5 separate regions of the Mus musculus genome follow, and regions 1, 2, 4 and 5 are each linked to region 3. The links are chromatin contacts, called in public HiChIP or PLAC-seq and promoter capture Hi-C maps. All regions are on one chromosome and are shown on one strand. The core of a region is the stretch at or near the end of the contact, and the rest is flanking DNA. Distances in the headings are between cores, read along the strand shown. Region 1 has its middle 34 kb from the start of Gm33756. Region 2 holds the start of Eif3a (eukaryotic translation initiation factor 3, subunit A). Region 3 holds the start of Fam204a (family with sequence similarity 204, member A). Region 4 has its middle 69 kb from the start of Gm19956. Region 5 overlaps Slc18a2 (solute carrier family 18 (vesicular monoamine), member 2).

Region 1 (2,700 bases), core at 143-2,642, 800 kb before region 3:
ATTCCTTCTCCAGCCTGCTTTGGCTCTGGCTAAATCTTTTTCTAATGAGATGTGGCTTATCCAGATCAGGGAGCTGAGAAAAAAGTTGCAATTAACTTTAAGAAGAAAAGGAGTGAGTGAGAAAGAGAACGGAGTCGGGAGTTAGGGGAGTCGGGGGCAGGGACTCGTACGGTGGGCGTGGCCTGGCATGCCCATCACAGAGCAGGCTCTTGGGCAGAAGATGGAGGAGCCCTGGCTGGCCTCACTCAGAGCCTACAATTTGCATTTTGGATTCCAGTGCTTAGAAAGGGCCCTATGACAGCCTGAATCAGGTCTCTCGGCTACTTCCAGTTCAAGTCAAATGAAAACACTCATCAAGTTCTTGGCGCTGCTGTCAACTAGTCGGCAGAAGCCACCATAAAAATGTGGGCCTCAGACCTCAGACATAAGAACTGAACTTCAGGGTCTCCCTGAGTTGCTTCACTCTACCTACATGAGAATGGGGTCCAGGGCCACTTAGAAGGTCAGAGAAGGGGAGCTGGAGAGACAGTTCTGTTTTGAGATCACATACTGCTCTTGCAGAAGACCTAATTTCTGTTCCCAGCACCCATGTTAGGAGACTCACAACCACCTGTAATCCCAGCTCCAGGGAAGGCACAGTCCTTGGTCCTTATCACGCACCTGGTCTCATATGGACAGCCCTCCCCCTCCAACACACATACATAATTTAAAAGATAAAACTTAAAAAGGGAGCAGAGAAGAGCTAAGGTGTAGAGAGGTTCCACACTGAGGTGGAGAGAGGCATGCTGGGTGGATGCCCTCTACATGGCACTATGCTGTAGGTTAAGCATGGCCAAGCTAGCTGCATGTGAGAGGCAACCCCTGAACTTATTCCTTGAAGGAATGGTTGGGTGAGTCCCTCATCAAAAGAAGCCAAGGAGATGATGAGCCTGTGGTAGAGGACAGACTGACTAAGAGCATCTTTCCTGTACCTAACTTTCAGGGCTTAGGAATCTTTTCAGGGTAACTACTATGGTCCAAGCCAATTCTTCATTCTACCCCCATCCCTCTACCTTCTTAGCTGCTGGGGACAGTCTGGGTCTTCTCAGCTGTCTCTCCTCTCTCTCTCTCTCTCTCTCTCTCTCTCTCTCTCTCTCTCTCTCTCTCTCTCTCTCTGCTGCTAACAGAATACGCATATGTGCTAGAAATCCTAGCTACAGTGCTAAGCTAGAAATTCTTCTTAAACATATAGTAAGGTCAGATGAAGGGAAAAAAAATAGAAAACAAAACACAAAACCCCCGAAACCGAAATTGGACACAGAAGGGCAGATGTAGACCTGAACAGGAAGTGCTGGCCCTAGGCTAAATGAAACAGCTGTCACTATTGTTCTGGGCTCAGAACTGCCTTTGCAAACTCCATGCGAGCTGGGCTCAGAAAGCAGATGTTAATAATTACAGCACATGAAACCAAGGGCACAGGATTAGGAAAGTGACGAAAAAGAAATGGTACCAGTAGATTTATAGCTGGCGCAGGCAGATCTGCTCAGGTCAGTAGGGAGGGGGTGGGCAAATCAGCCTGCATACAGTGCCCCACCCCACCCCTTTTCCTATCTGATATCGCCTCTTGGCCTCTCTGATCATCCTAGAATTGAGAATTTGTTAGAATATTTAATGGTGGTAGGTTAAGGAGGTTGCCTTTCCAGGAATCCCATACTTACAGGGTTGTACCCAAATGCTTCTGACTACAGGATCCTAGCTGATAAAATCCCCAGTACTGTAGATATCGTGGTAGGTAAAAGCTCTGGCTCTATAGACACAAAGATGTGAGTTCAAATCCCCAGAACTCACATAAAAAAATGAAGCATGTGTTTATAATCCTGGTGTTGGTGGGTGAAGAGACAGGCAGATCCTGGGGGCTCATTGGCCAGCCAGTTTAGTACAAGCAATGAATTCTAGTTTCAGTGAGAGATCCTGTCTCAAAAAAATAAGGTAGAGAGTTCTAGGGGAAGACACTTGGCATTGACCTCTGACCTGCACACAGGCCAAATACACCCACACATATGTATTCAACTCAGAAAAAAAAATCCAGGGCCAAACAAGGTCTCTGAGCAGACAAATAGCAAAAACGGTGGTTGGTCTGCAGAGACTTTTGAGGACGCAAAGCTAAGCAGCCTTCCTCAGAGCTTGTACTCTTTTGGTAAGCTCACATTTAAAAGCCAGGAGCTCCATGAAACTGAGTAGATTCCCAGTGTCAAGCTAGCCAGCTCCTTCAGGAAGGATGTAAGGACCTCTGCAGAAAGCCAGCTAGGCGACTCCCTTCGTTAATTACATACGTAGAAAGAGAGTTTCCACACATTTGTTGTATGTCCCCCGTGCTTTTTTCACATGAGCTTGAGTTGTACAACCAAACAAAACAGCTCACATCCAAAACAAAATGGTAGGTAAAAGCTCTGGCTCTATAGACACAAAGCAAACAAAACAAAACAAAAACCCCAAAATTCAAAACACCAAAACTCCCCATCCCACCACCCATCAGAGAGGACGCCTCTCAGAAGGCTTCGAAAGAAGGTAAAAAGGCATGTGTTTGCCATCTTTCCGCCTGATATGGAAACCATATGCTGAAATACACTAGCAAACACACTTAATATAACACTCTCTTTTATTAAATGTGGTTTTATAAATGCTCTCCCCAGCCAGGGCACCTTTGCCGTGCTGGAGGCT
Region 2 (2,762 bases), core at 176-2,675, 560 kb after region 3:
ATTATTCTACTCCAGACTGCTTCCTAACCACAAAAAATATTAATGTATGTAACCAACACATCTTCATTCCTGAAAATTATCAGCAGTATTCTTTTATTATAAGTTTTGAGTCAAATGGCCTTTTCACAAAATGTAACTTCCACTTCTAACAAGCTTGCCAAACAAAAACCTGCAACATACATGGTTTATTTTTCCAGTTTGGACTGGAAGGGTTGAAAAGGGCACAAATACTGAATTATCAGGTTTTATTTTAAAAAATAAAAAGCAATTTTTAAAGGTCAGATCAGATATGCGCACACGAGTTTTCCACGACACAATGTCAGAGATCCGGGCAAGTCTTTCCTGCAAGCACTAGGCTTAATTAAGCACACGTATGGAAATAGAAATAGCACTCAGTGGCTCTGCGGTGGAGGAAAAACAAAAAAACAAAAAACAAAAAGCTGATCTGGATATCAAGAGACCTTGGTCTTAGTTTTCTGACACTCCCAAGTGACCTTGGGGAAATCACTCTTTCTAGGGCTTGTCTGGGTAGATCATTTTTAAATCCCTAAAGAATACTAACTTTACTGGATTCGAAATACTTTCGAAATGACCCTCATCATTTCGGGGGGTGGGGGGGAGGACACCACAGGAAACAAGTTAATGGAGCAGAGGCCTGAAGTGCAAACTAGTAGTGAGGGAAGTAGACCCTGACCCAGAAGGCCTCCGCGTGGGATCAGGAACCAGACGTGCCCGAGAGGTGGAGTGAAGGTAGACTAGCCGGCTCCCGACCCCGGCGGGAGGTGGAGCGGAGGTTCTCGCGTGCATTGTCCCCGGGAGGGAGCCATGTTTCCTCCTCCCGGCACTCCCAGATGGCGGCAGGGAGCGCGGGGCTTCCCAAGCAGCCCGCGGGTTTGAAAAGCCAGCAGAAGGCCGATCGTAGCGAAGAATCGCAAGACCCGAGAGTCCTGACCCGCTGGGCCGTGGCCCTGCGACGCAAGCCTCGGGCGGCAGCCACTCAACACACACCAGAGCGACGGTTCCTGATCCGCGCCTTCCGCCGCGGCCCGCTTGAGTAGGGAGGCCGTGCGCAGACGCGGCCCGGTGGCGGCGGCCGTGACCACTGGCCTCCACAGCCCGGGCTGCGGGCAGCAGGCGGAGGCCCTCGAAACTCCCAGGCCTCGGGCCGGCCCTGCGCGGCGCGACCCGCTGCCTTACTCACCGTTGGCGCGCTTGAGGGCATTTTCCGGCCTCTGGAAATAGGCCGGCATCTTGACGGTACGCTCAGTTCACCCGGCGTCAGCGAACTCCCTAGTGGCCTGGACCGGGAGAGAAGGCGGAGGGGAACTAGCGCGAGCTTCCACGCGCCTCGCCAGCAGATGCCCGCGCCCAGCCGGCCAGAGACGGAAAGGAAGGAACCACGTGATTCCCTCGCGGCGGCAGCGCCGCCGCCCGAGCCCCGGATGTAGGAGGCAGGCCTTTGCGCATGTTCCGCCTTTCTCCGCGCGCAGGCGCGCTGGCGTCTCGAGCGCGGGCTGACGTGGCGCTGGGTGCCGAGCAGCGCGAGCTGTGGTGTTCTTTGGTTGCGGGAGGGAACCTTCGGGACCGTTTTCTCCGACCACCTCTGCCCCCCGCGGACACAGAGTGGGAAAGGGAAATTTGCGGTCTGATCTGCGACGAGAAAAGGCAGTGTCTACACAGTCATAGCCAAAATGACGTGCGCGGAAGCAGGCCGCGTTAGGGTCGCATCGCCTCTGCCGGGACCTCTCCTGGAAAGGTTGAAAATACTGAACGGAAGTGCTGACCCCGTATCGCTGGCCAGTGGTGTTCATCCCTGAAAAATAGGTCACCAGTCACTTGATTGACAAGGAAGGGGAGGGAACAAACGAATAATAAACAGAGTTATTTGGTATCCTCCTAGGGTTAGTGTCCCAAGGATTCCCGAAAGAAGGGGAGTAGAAGACCCAGGAACCTGGCTTGTATATTTGAAAATACGCGAGTGTCATCGATTTTTACATACAGCTCACGTCACAAACAAATATAAGAAATGTGTTGGTGAAGAAATGGCTTATTGCAAGCCATGTCTTTTATTGCTACCTAACAAATGTAGTGTTCACAGATTAATTACTATGCTTAGAGCTTGAAAGCCATTTAAACCGCGTCGAATTATTAGGCTCTTGGTAGGAAATTAACTTGAGTTCAGGGCTGTGGCTGTACAGTGGCTGAGCGCTCCTCTAGCACACACAGGGGCCTCCATAATCCCTGGCACCACACAAAGGTTCAGAGAAAATTCAGGAAGAAAAGAATAAATTATTGTAAGTTTATTACATATTTTACAATAGTATGGGACATGTGAGTTAATGAGATACTGTGTCAATGAATGAGGAAACCTTAAAAAATAAATAAAACCTGAGCGTGGTGAGAATCTACGCCTTTGGCCTTTGATCCCAGCACTCAGGAGGCAGAGTCAGGCAGATCCCTGTTAGTTCCAGGCCAGCCTGGTCTATACAGGGAGTTCTATAGACCAAAGCTACACAGAGGAAAACCTTTCTCGAAAAACAAATTAATGAGAAATATTTTAAAGCTATTTAAAGGTCTGAAGAGATACTAATCTTGCAGAGCACTCTAGTTCAGCCACATCAGACTGCTCATAACCACCTATAACTCTAGTTTTGGAGTATCTATCATCTCTGGCTTACCCAACACTTGCATTCACATGAACATACCCACTCAAAGATACAGGGCACACTAAAAACAATAAAAAATATGTTAAAGTTCATTTC
Region 3 (2,721 bases), core at 85-2,584:
GAAAAAGAAGGCAGACCTGTCACACACCACACACAAACCAAGAGGCAGGCACTAATCTTCATCACAACACACATTAGAAACTAACAGCAACTCTTTCTACAACTGGCCAAAATCATTGTGATCCAGTTACGCCTGACAGCTTTAAATTATGAACTTTTAGAGGGCAAAGTTGGTGGCGAATTCTTGGAGACAAAGATTTGGGAGACAGGTCAAATCTAGGCAAATTTTACTAATAATTTTTTCTGCACTTTTTGCATATGAAAAAGGGGAGATATTATACTAAGTAACACACTGAGAGTCACATTTAGAGATTTGAGAAATGTATTTCTAGACCACAAAACTGGTTACAAGCAATACCCAAAGGATAAAATCTGCGCATCCAACAAATTTTCTGTCTCTACTATGCCAGAATTTAAGCTGCATTTCCATCAAGTGGCTGTCTTATGTATTCGATTTTAAATAATCACAAACATCTAAATTTAATCCTATTTGTAAAATAATTATAACCGCCATCCTCTAACCTATAAGAGCATAATAAATAGTTCCTGAACTTTGGAACTAGTTAACTGACACACTTTTAGGCTTAAGATTATCAACATTAATGTAAATGTCTTATTTATTGTTAGAAAATGTGTTCCTTTTTCTTAAAACGACACAGAAAACCCGAGGGGAGTCAGGGGCCTCAGTTCAGATATACTTCAAATAAGTTATTTATTTTTTGTATTTTTAATCTTAAGGATAGGTGAGTTTGAATTAAAACAATGTTTACAGCCAAGGCTTGGAACCCACTTTCCCCCGGGACCCTCTCTAACTTGTGTGGAAAGATTTTAAACCACGCAATCCATGCCACTGTACAAGTACTTACAAAGTTCAAGACTGAGAGGGTGGCTCTGAAAGGCACACCCCTTCCCGCACGGACAACCTGGAACTCGGCGGCACTCACCCGGTGCGAGGCCGCACCACCTTCAGCTCTCCAGCCGCGTCAGAACTCGCATCGGGACGCCGGCGGAGCGGCGAGCCGCGAACCTCGCTCTGGTCAGCCGCAGTTGCTGTGTGGGCTTTCGCGCTCCTCGCTGGCCCGGGACCGGACGGCTACCTCACGACGCCCCCGGAGCCCAGCGGCGCCCGCCCGAACCCAGGGTTTTCCAAGCCCGCTTCGGCAGATCTGCGAGGACGAGCCGCCCCGACTCCTGCGCCGCCCTCCCTGCCTCGGAACACAGCCCGACAGGCCGCCGCGAATCCTGCCGCCAAGTCGCGCCTCGCGAAGCCGAACTTACCAGGGAGGAAACAGCGGCTCGGCGGCCATCTTAGAACCCCGCCAACATCGTGTCTTCTGATTGGCTCGGGCGGATCAGCCAATCGGCTGCGGCCGTTCTGGCTCTATGGTCGCCCAGGGAACAGCCTGGCTTGCCTAAACGCCTCTGCTAAGAGGAGCCTGTTGAGGTTTTGTTTTTGTTTTTTGTTTGTTTGTTTGTTTGTTTGTTTGTTTGTTTGTTTTTCTCCTTTTCCTCACTTTAACCAAGCGATTTTTTTTTAAAGTTTTGTCCTTTCCTCGCTCCTTTCCTGTGCTGGTGAACTTGGCTAAAGAAAATGCTGACTTCGATGCCCACCTGAGTTCAATGGAGAACTGTAGATGATCTCTTCAAGGAAGGCTTTGCTTCCTTCGCTTCCTCGCCACCCCTCTCCCCAGCCTTTCCTATCTTTTTGCGTATATTTGAGTGTCCACTGTGTTCCAGGCCTCATGCAATTCTCAACCGGATTCCAGTTCTCCAGGGACTTTCCAGTCTGGTTGACCGAATCAAATCCAGCTAAGCACCCCCTACTCAGAAGTTGATTTACCAGGCTGGCATAGTGTATAGGTCCTGATGAGGGGTTTACCGGCGTGTAAATGAGGAAAAGAGCAGAAATTTTCACCATGTGAAAACAGTAAATCCAGGCGATGATACGGGGATGAAGTAGGACCACTTCAGAAATGCTTCCATTTTCTGAAGTACTGTTCTGTACTCAGATTATGTTTCTATTTTCTTGTGATGGTTATATAAGAAACTACAGGGCTGAGAGATAGCTCAGTAAGAACCTAAGTTCATTCCACCCTCAGAATCCGTATTTTAAAAGCCAGGCATGGCAGCCAGCACTGTGGATGCAGACAGGCAGACTAGCCTACGAGGCAAGCTCTAGGCCAGTGACCACAAAAGACAGGTGGGCAACCCCTAAGGAACTACACTTTCGAGTTGTCTTCTGACCTAATGCACATGCATTAGAACACATATATGGCACATGCACATACAAAATACAAAGCCTTGAACAAGTTTAAAAAAACTTATGAAAAATTAAACTTTGCAGAATTGATTTGAACAAACAGTTGTTTCATGAATAGACTCTGGCCCAGTCAAAGTTCAGAGTGTTCCATCAGTGAGCAAGCAATCTTTGTAAATTAAAAAAAGGTAAAAAGAAACATATAATACTGTGGTTGGTCATATCTTAGTATTTACCTTATAAAAACATGGTGTGATCAGCTGTCATACTGACTGGCTAAAAGTCAACTACTATGACTGACTAAGACTCAGCAACACGTTATAAGAATACTAACATACTCTTAAGTGAAGCTGCAGTTCAAGCTATTTAGTTTTTCAAAGGAAGGAGTTGGTTGTAGGCCAAACTTAATGCACACATGGCTTAACTTACAGTAATTTTCACTTATTCACATTATGAACAAGAACC
Region 4 (2,891 bases), core at 142-2,641, 640 kb before region 3:
GTTGGATTGGGCCTCAGCTGGGTGTGATGTGGAGAAGGGACTGGCATCAAGGTCGGAGTGGAGAGAAAGGTGAGCCCAGGCAGAGAAGTATGAAGGCCTGTGTTCTACCCTCTCTCCTCTCTCCCTGATGTCTGAGCAGAGCTCTGTCGGTACTGTGGACTGAGCTAGCATCTTGGGCCGCATCTGCCATGACTATGCCCCTGAGTTCCCAGGACATGCATCACAGCTTTGAGAGGCTCAGAAAGGACCTGACTCTTTGCTCATCATCCTCACAATAAGCTCAGATGGGCAGCCAGCCCAGAGGGGCTACAGGAAGTCTGCCTGGTGCATTGTGAAGTCTCGGAGGATCAATTCCAGGGGACTCAAGGCTGGGACGAGAAGGAAAAGGTGAAAGCACAGGCGATTCTCCCAGGTTTTCAAGCTAAAGAAAGTAGGGGGTCGGTAGACACATGCCCCAGGCCACCCAGGTCATTTAGAGGCCAGCAGGTAATCCCTTCTATCAGCAAGAACCTTTGTCACACTGGGTCACCTGAATCTGGTGTTGAGCTCTTTCTCTGACTGCATAGGCCCCAAATCGAATCCCTTGTGACGATTTCCCATGAGGCCACATTCTTTCACATCTTTAGGGCTCTGCTTGTGTCCTAGGCACCTGCCATTCTTCTTATCCAAGTTGTGTTCTGCCTGTGAGAAGCCTGGGTAGGCACCTGTTCCACCCAGTACAACCCATGTTCTCTTGCCCTGTGTCTCTATGTCAACATTTATGTTTTTTTATCTTGGGGCCCGTATCACCATTCACACCAGGACCACTTTTAGTTGACAGACCATCTCATATTTTGTTTGATGAACGATGGGTCCTCAGCGCTGCTCGCTGATTGACTGAGTTGAATGGAAGGCAGACTTTGACTATGAACTACATAATTAATTGATTGGCTGACTTGATCAACTCCAGGGGGCTTTTCCCCAAGATTTTCTCCCTGGTTTCTACATCAGACCCTCCCTTGTGCTCCTCTGAGCTGGAGACTGCTACACACTTGCTTTACCCCACCTGGGTACAACTTATAAGCTTTCATTTGGGCCTTTCTGAAATGTCTCTGAGGAAGCTCACTCTGGTCCCGGGGATGACTGAGCCATGGTGATCTGGCTCAGTAGTGACTTCAGAAGCTTGGCCTCATGTAAACATACAGGAAGCTCTGTCTGATGGAGGGAAAATTGTGATTCTGCCGCTCAAGCCCTGGGGTTAGAAGGTCAGAGCCAGCTGGCTTCTAGGACTTAATATGCCTGTGCTGGCAGGCCCCAGAGACAACTTCCTGGTCAGGACAGCTGCCTTCCACAAGCTTCACCTCTTTGCTCAAGGGAGACAGGAAGGAGTCCGGCCCTCCAGATTCCAAAGCTCGGAATGTGTCTCTTCTTGCATCTCCAGGAATTTCAGCCCTGAGGAATTTCATTGTCTTGCAGGATGCTCAGAGGGATGTGAGTTCCTAAACAGGGCTGCACTCCTCTTTAAAGAGACGCATGCCCCTATCCCCTCAGCAGGCCACACCCAGAGGAGAAAGACTAGGTGCTTTCTCCTCAACCTAGACCAAGGCCACCTTGGCTGTTCTACTCACACTTTCTCTCCCCACTGAGAGAAAGCCAGGCTAGTGAGAGCCCTCATTTACATTTCATTAAGAGGTGTTGGGCTGGGTGATAAAGAACAGATCTATTCTGTCCCTGGATCCAGAGTTTGGGGCACCACTCTGCAGTTATTCCCAGCAGCCCTCTCAGTTCACCTCCCTGCCTCTCACGGTGTAGCCTGAGCTACCAGAACCATATGTTAAAGGTTCTGCCCATTTCCAGTGGGCCTCCAGAAAGGGGATGGCACGAACTCTGCTTTCACATAAGAGAAATCCAGATCAGAGAGGTCAAGCGATTGCTATGACTACTCAGGTAGGATATGGCAGAGCTGGGCAGTAAGCCTAAGCTACCTTGCCTCCAGAGCACCCGCTCTCCCTTTATGTTGGAGCTCATCACCACCCACCTAGAGAAGGAGTTGCAAGTATGAAAGCTACTGGCACCGGCACCGGCACCGGCACCGGAGGAGCTCAGTGTAGACCAGTGACAGTAGAGGGAGGTTGCCCAGACACCCCACTCTCTGTTGCTCCGTGCTCTTGGAGAATGACACAGGATCCCTTAGCAGTTACTCTACTTGTTATGATGTAACTCATCATGTGACAGTTTCAGGGGGCCACACCTTCATTCTGCTCTCACCTGGGAACCCAGGAAGATGCCAGCATCTTTGCGTGGGAACTTGGAGAGCCCACATGAAGTCCCTATCAGGGAGAATGTCACCCTGAGAGCTCCCCATCCTGGCCTTCACAGGTGGAAGAATTTGGCGTTTTTGGATTCAGACATGGCCTGTGGCTTATGCCAAAGACAGGGAGCAGGAGCACGGAGGAAACAATCCTAGTTGTTTCCTAGAAATGTTGGGGACCAGCCTAGATCTAGAAAGGGGACAGTGTGGCTCATCTTCCTGTGCATCTTGGAAATCGCTGGAAAACTCCGGCTCAAAGTGATCCGTGCTTTATCACATCGCCACGTGTACAGTGCTTTTCAGCATTTCTCATGATGTGTTTTCAGGCTCAGATTGATGGAGGTGGGAGTCAGGCCCGGGGGTGGAAGAGACAAGGGTTTAGTAATGAGTTCGAAGTTTACAAAACACAGAAGCCAATATGGCTTCAATACGTGATGTGACCCTTTATAAGCCTGGAAACGACTCTTCAGAACTCTTTCTGGACTGACTTCAGAGTGGAGTGGCGCTGGGACACCACAGACTGACTTTGAGCAGTGGGTCGGTATTGCAGGAATTTTTTAATTTCCTGTAGCTCAGAACAGTTTTCTCCCAGGGCGCTTTC
Region 5 (2,700 bases), core at 95-2,594, 940 kb before region 3:
TGTGCTGAACTATACAAGATAATGACTAGAGACTTCAGGGTTTCTCATGGCTGGGCTCCTAGGAAAGGAGGCACCTGCCCTTCCTTCTCTGAATTCCTACTTCAGCCTGGTTGTGTGCATCACAGCTGCACTACTGTTTGGTTGACCTGAGTGCATATCCTTCAGAGGCAGATAGAAGACTCAGCACAGCACTGGAAAGCTGTTCTTCTGTGGCCGTATTATCAATAATTTGATTAAGGCTGAATGAAGGTTATTCACAAACCTTTTTGACTAAAGAAATTGAATTACCAGTAAATGTTTCTGTCACCCAGGAGATCATTATAAACTCTTAGGGATGGTGAAGGTCTGGCATGGGCCTGGGGCCAGCTACATTGTCTCCCCACAGAGGACTATGCAATTCTCAGTTTTCTTCATTGCACTGGGAAATGATAATACTGCACAATACTGTGAGAGATAAAAGAGAGTCCAGGCAGTCACCCAGTGAGTTAGTCACCTACACATCCTTCCTGCTTTATCTAAAATACTGGACTATTCTGTCTACCCAGCAGCTCTCAAGCATTTAAGGCAAGAGATTACTTTTGCTAACAAGTCTCTGCTGGGTGGGCATTGCTGATGTTAGTGGCTGTTGTGTTATCTATCTTCTGGTTGGCAGCATCAGGTAGTAGAGGAAATGAAAGAAGTCAGAGACTAGCTGAGAAGATAGATGGTGGAGAGGGGAAGCCATCTAGTCAGCTGCCACAGTGTTTTAAAAGATGAGATGATGGTAGAAAAACCAGTCTTTCTTCTTCATGTAAGCCATTGCTTTAGTTCATTAAAAACAAAACAAAAACAAATAAACAAAATAATGAAGGAAGTGGAGGAAATGACCCTGGAAGGCAAAGAATGACAGGTTTTCAGAAAGCCGCTTCACTATAAAATGTCACAATCCTTAAACAGTGCCTGTTGAGATAAATTAGTAAATCTTGAGATGTGCATTTCTCTGCCTATCATTGGATGCCCATAATTGGAGAAATGCCATTTAGCTGGCACAGTGGTAACATCGGAGGTGGCACTCAGCAGCTGATGCCTGTTTATTGTGCAAGCAGAACGGAGATGTGGGTGAAGCCGATAGTCTCTAATGATAAAGGTGCGTTTGGCAGGATGTGTGCCGTAAGGAAGGATCAGCACACACCCGGGAAACCCCACAACATGCAAGTGCTGAGGTGGGGCTTAATCAGCCCTCATACACAGGAGACATGAGGGACAGCAAAGAATTCTTTCATTGAGTCATTCCTGGTGACAGGGTTCTCATGCTGCTGTGTAAAGGAGAGTGGCCTATGTTTTCTGGAGTATGAGTCACAGCTGGTAGTGAACTGCTGGTGACCTGTGCAATAAGTCATGGCTGCCTGTGAACTGCGTGTGAGCACTACAGCTTTCCTTCCAGTCAGGTTTCTTTTTAAAATAATGTTACTGAGAGAGGCAAAGGAAACATTTTTAGTGGAAGGCATATCGACACTACCATTTGAGGAGCAATGCTCCCTAAAACAATGACATAGCTAGCACCCTGGCCTCTCAAAACTCCCAGGTGAGAACACAAGAATTCTAAGATAGGTTTTGCTTTTTAAAGGTTTAAATAATTAATTTTTTTTTAAAGCTAGGGCATGCCTTTTGGTCTTATTCTTTAAGTTTCTGTTGCCAAGGAAGGAAAGGAGGTGATCTGTGGATAGCAGACTCCTGTAAATGTGGCTATATAAAGTCCTTCTAGCTTAGACTCCAGTTCAGTGATAAGTCAATAGAAAAAAGTACTTGCCACAGGAGGATGCATGTTCAGATGCCCAGCACCCATGTAAAGGTCAAGCAGGTGTGGCTCTCCACCTATAATCTCAGCAAGGAAGGAAGAGACAGAGGATTCCTGCAGTAAGCTGGCTGGCTATACTAGCCAAATTGGTAAGCTCTGGATTCAAGGGAGACCCTTCCTCAATATATAAAGTATTGGTCAACCTCTGGCCTGCACATGTACACACACACACACACACACACACACACACACACACACACACACATACACGTGCATGTATACCACGTCATCACACATAAAATACAATACAAAGGACTCTTATTCTTGGGTGCCATGGACTGGGTAAAGATGGAGCAGCTATTAACAGATGTGTATGCATGAGGTGTACATTATAATCTACTTGTAGACACGTGTCCCTTTTCTGGGTAATTACATAGTGGGTTGCTGGGTTTGTTTTTTTTTTTTTTCTAGTTATGTTAAAAAGAGCAGAGCTTTTCTACTAGGACGCATGTCTTCTCACATTTGAGATTGTTGAGCCTACTAAGAGCATTTACTGTCTCACTAACCCAGCACTGAATTTTTTTTTTTTTTTCCTTTTCGATGTCATTTGATCTGGCGTTTTACTACCCTGGAGACCCCAGGTTTGTTCTGTGTATGGTGATGGGAACTAGGTATTTAGCAGGGGACTGGCTTTGACTTTGGTGCCAGTTGCTCCTCTATCCAGGCCTGCTCTACAGCCCTACATAGAGTGCTAGCATAAATTCCCTGCCTGCTACGTGGGCCATTGAATACTTCCATGCACGTGCCTTACCTGCTCAGTGCTGTGTGCCTCTCTTTTCAAGGCACACCATCTGACCTACTTAACCATTTATAACTTTTTTTTTTTTTGGTAAGTAAAACTACCACCCAGTAAAGCTTTTGGG

Evidence for each region. Promoter capture Hi-C pulls out the DNA fragments that hold promoters and counts their contacts. HiChIP or PLAC-seq counts read pairs in DNA pulled down with a chosen protein or histone mark.
Region 1: a contact with region 3 is called in an H3K4me3 HiChIP or PLAC-seq map of craniofacial prominence, with 6 times the contacts expected there. The contact joins the enhancer-like site here to the promoter of Fam204a in region 3. A contact is called at or near these places in 8 of 39 promoter capture datasets (the 3T3-L1 cell line, cranial neural crest, embryonic stem cells and 4 more), 2 of 15 datasets of contacts at CTCF or cohesin (embryonic stem cells and pro-B cells), 4 of 484 Hi-C or Micro-C datasets (Sertoli cells, muscle stem cells, nephron progenitors and 1 more), 18 of 115 datasets of contacts at active chromatin or transcription factors (the NIH/3T3 cell line, acute myeloid leukemia, cardiomyocytes and 11 more) and 3 of 9 other capture datasets (adipose tissue, embryonic trunk and liver).
Region 2: a contact with region 3 is called in an H3K27ac HiChIP or PLAC-seq map of cardiomyocytes, with 6 times the contacts expected there. The contact joins the promoter of Eif3a here to the promoter of Fam204a in region 3. A contact is called at or near these places in 3 of 115 datasets of contacts at active chromatin or transcription factors (cardiomyocytes, extraembryonic endoderm stem cells and memory CD8 T cells).
Region 4: an H3K27ac HiChIP or PLAC-seq map of embryonic stem cells shows a contact between it and region 3, with 2.7 times the contacts expected there. The contact joins the enhancer-like site here to the promoter of Fam204a in region 3. A contact is called at or near these places in 2 of 39 promoter capture datasets (hippocampal neurons and neural stem cells), 1 of 484 Hi-C or Micro-C datasets (embryonic stem cells), 5 of 115 datasets of contacts at active chromatin or transcription factors (craniofacial prominence, embryonic limb bud, embryonic stem cells and 2 more) and 1 of 9 other capture datasets (adipose tissue).
Region 5: a contact with region 3 is called in a promoter capture Hi-C map of the SN4741 cell line, with 3 times the contacts expected there. The contact joins the enhancer-like site here to the promoter of Fam204a in region 3. A contact is called at or near these places in 6 of 39 promoter capture datasets (the 3T3-L1 cell line, the SN4741 cell line, hippocampal neurons and 2 more), 3 of 115 datasets of contacts at active chromatin or transcription factors (the NIH/3T3 cell line, embryonic stem cells and large pre-B cells) and 1 of 9 other capture datasets (adipose tissue).

Annotation. Positions count from the first base shown.
Region 1 is chr19:59,422,484-59,425,183 of GRCm38.p6, forward strand. It overlaps Emx2os. Among named protein-coding and RNA genes, the nearest start is that of Gm33756, 34 kb to the left of the region's middle. RefSeq lists an enhancer at 731-2,700. Within about 2 kb of position 1,393, at least 16 of the 459 cell types and tissues checked have an H3K27ac peak or open chromatin away from gene starts, as enhancers often do. A contact at or near this core is called in craniofacial prominence, embryonic limb bud and muscle stem cells, where this site is marked.
Region 2 is chr19:60,789,268-60,792,029 of GRCm38.p6, forward strand. It overlaps Eif3a (eukaryotic translation initiation factor 3, subunit A), which reads right to left and starts at 1,426. Exons shown (of 22, transcript NM_010123.3): 1 at 1,202-1,426. The coding sequence starts at 1,250.
Region 3 is chr19:60,225,367-60,228,087 of GRCm38.p6, forward strand. Fam204a (family with sequence similarity 204, member A) reads right to left here and starts at 1,335. Exons shown (of 8, transcript NM_001358273.1): 1 at 1,278-1,335.
Region 4 is chr19:59,584,655-59,587,545 of GRCm38.p6, forward strand. No RefSeq gene overlaps it. Among named protein-coding and RNA genes, the nearest start is that of Gm19956, 69 kb to the right of the region's middle. Within about 2 kb of position 1,392, at least 22 of the 459 cell types and tissues checked have an H3K27ac peak or open chromatin away from gene starts, as enhancers often do. A contact at or near this core is called in embryonic stem cells, where this site is marked.
Region 5 is chr19:59,288,712-59,291,411 of GRCm38.p6, forward strand. All of the region lies in intron 15 of Slc18a2 (solute carrier family 18 (vesicular monoamine), member 2), which reads left to right. Among named protein-coding and RNA genes, the nearest start is that of Slc18a2, 29 kb to the left of the region's middle. Within about 2 kb of position 1,345, at least 30 of the 459 cell types and tissues checked have an H3K27ac peak or open chromatin away from gene starts, as enhancers often do. A contact at or near this core is called in the SN4741 cell line, where this site is marked.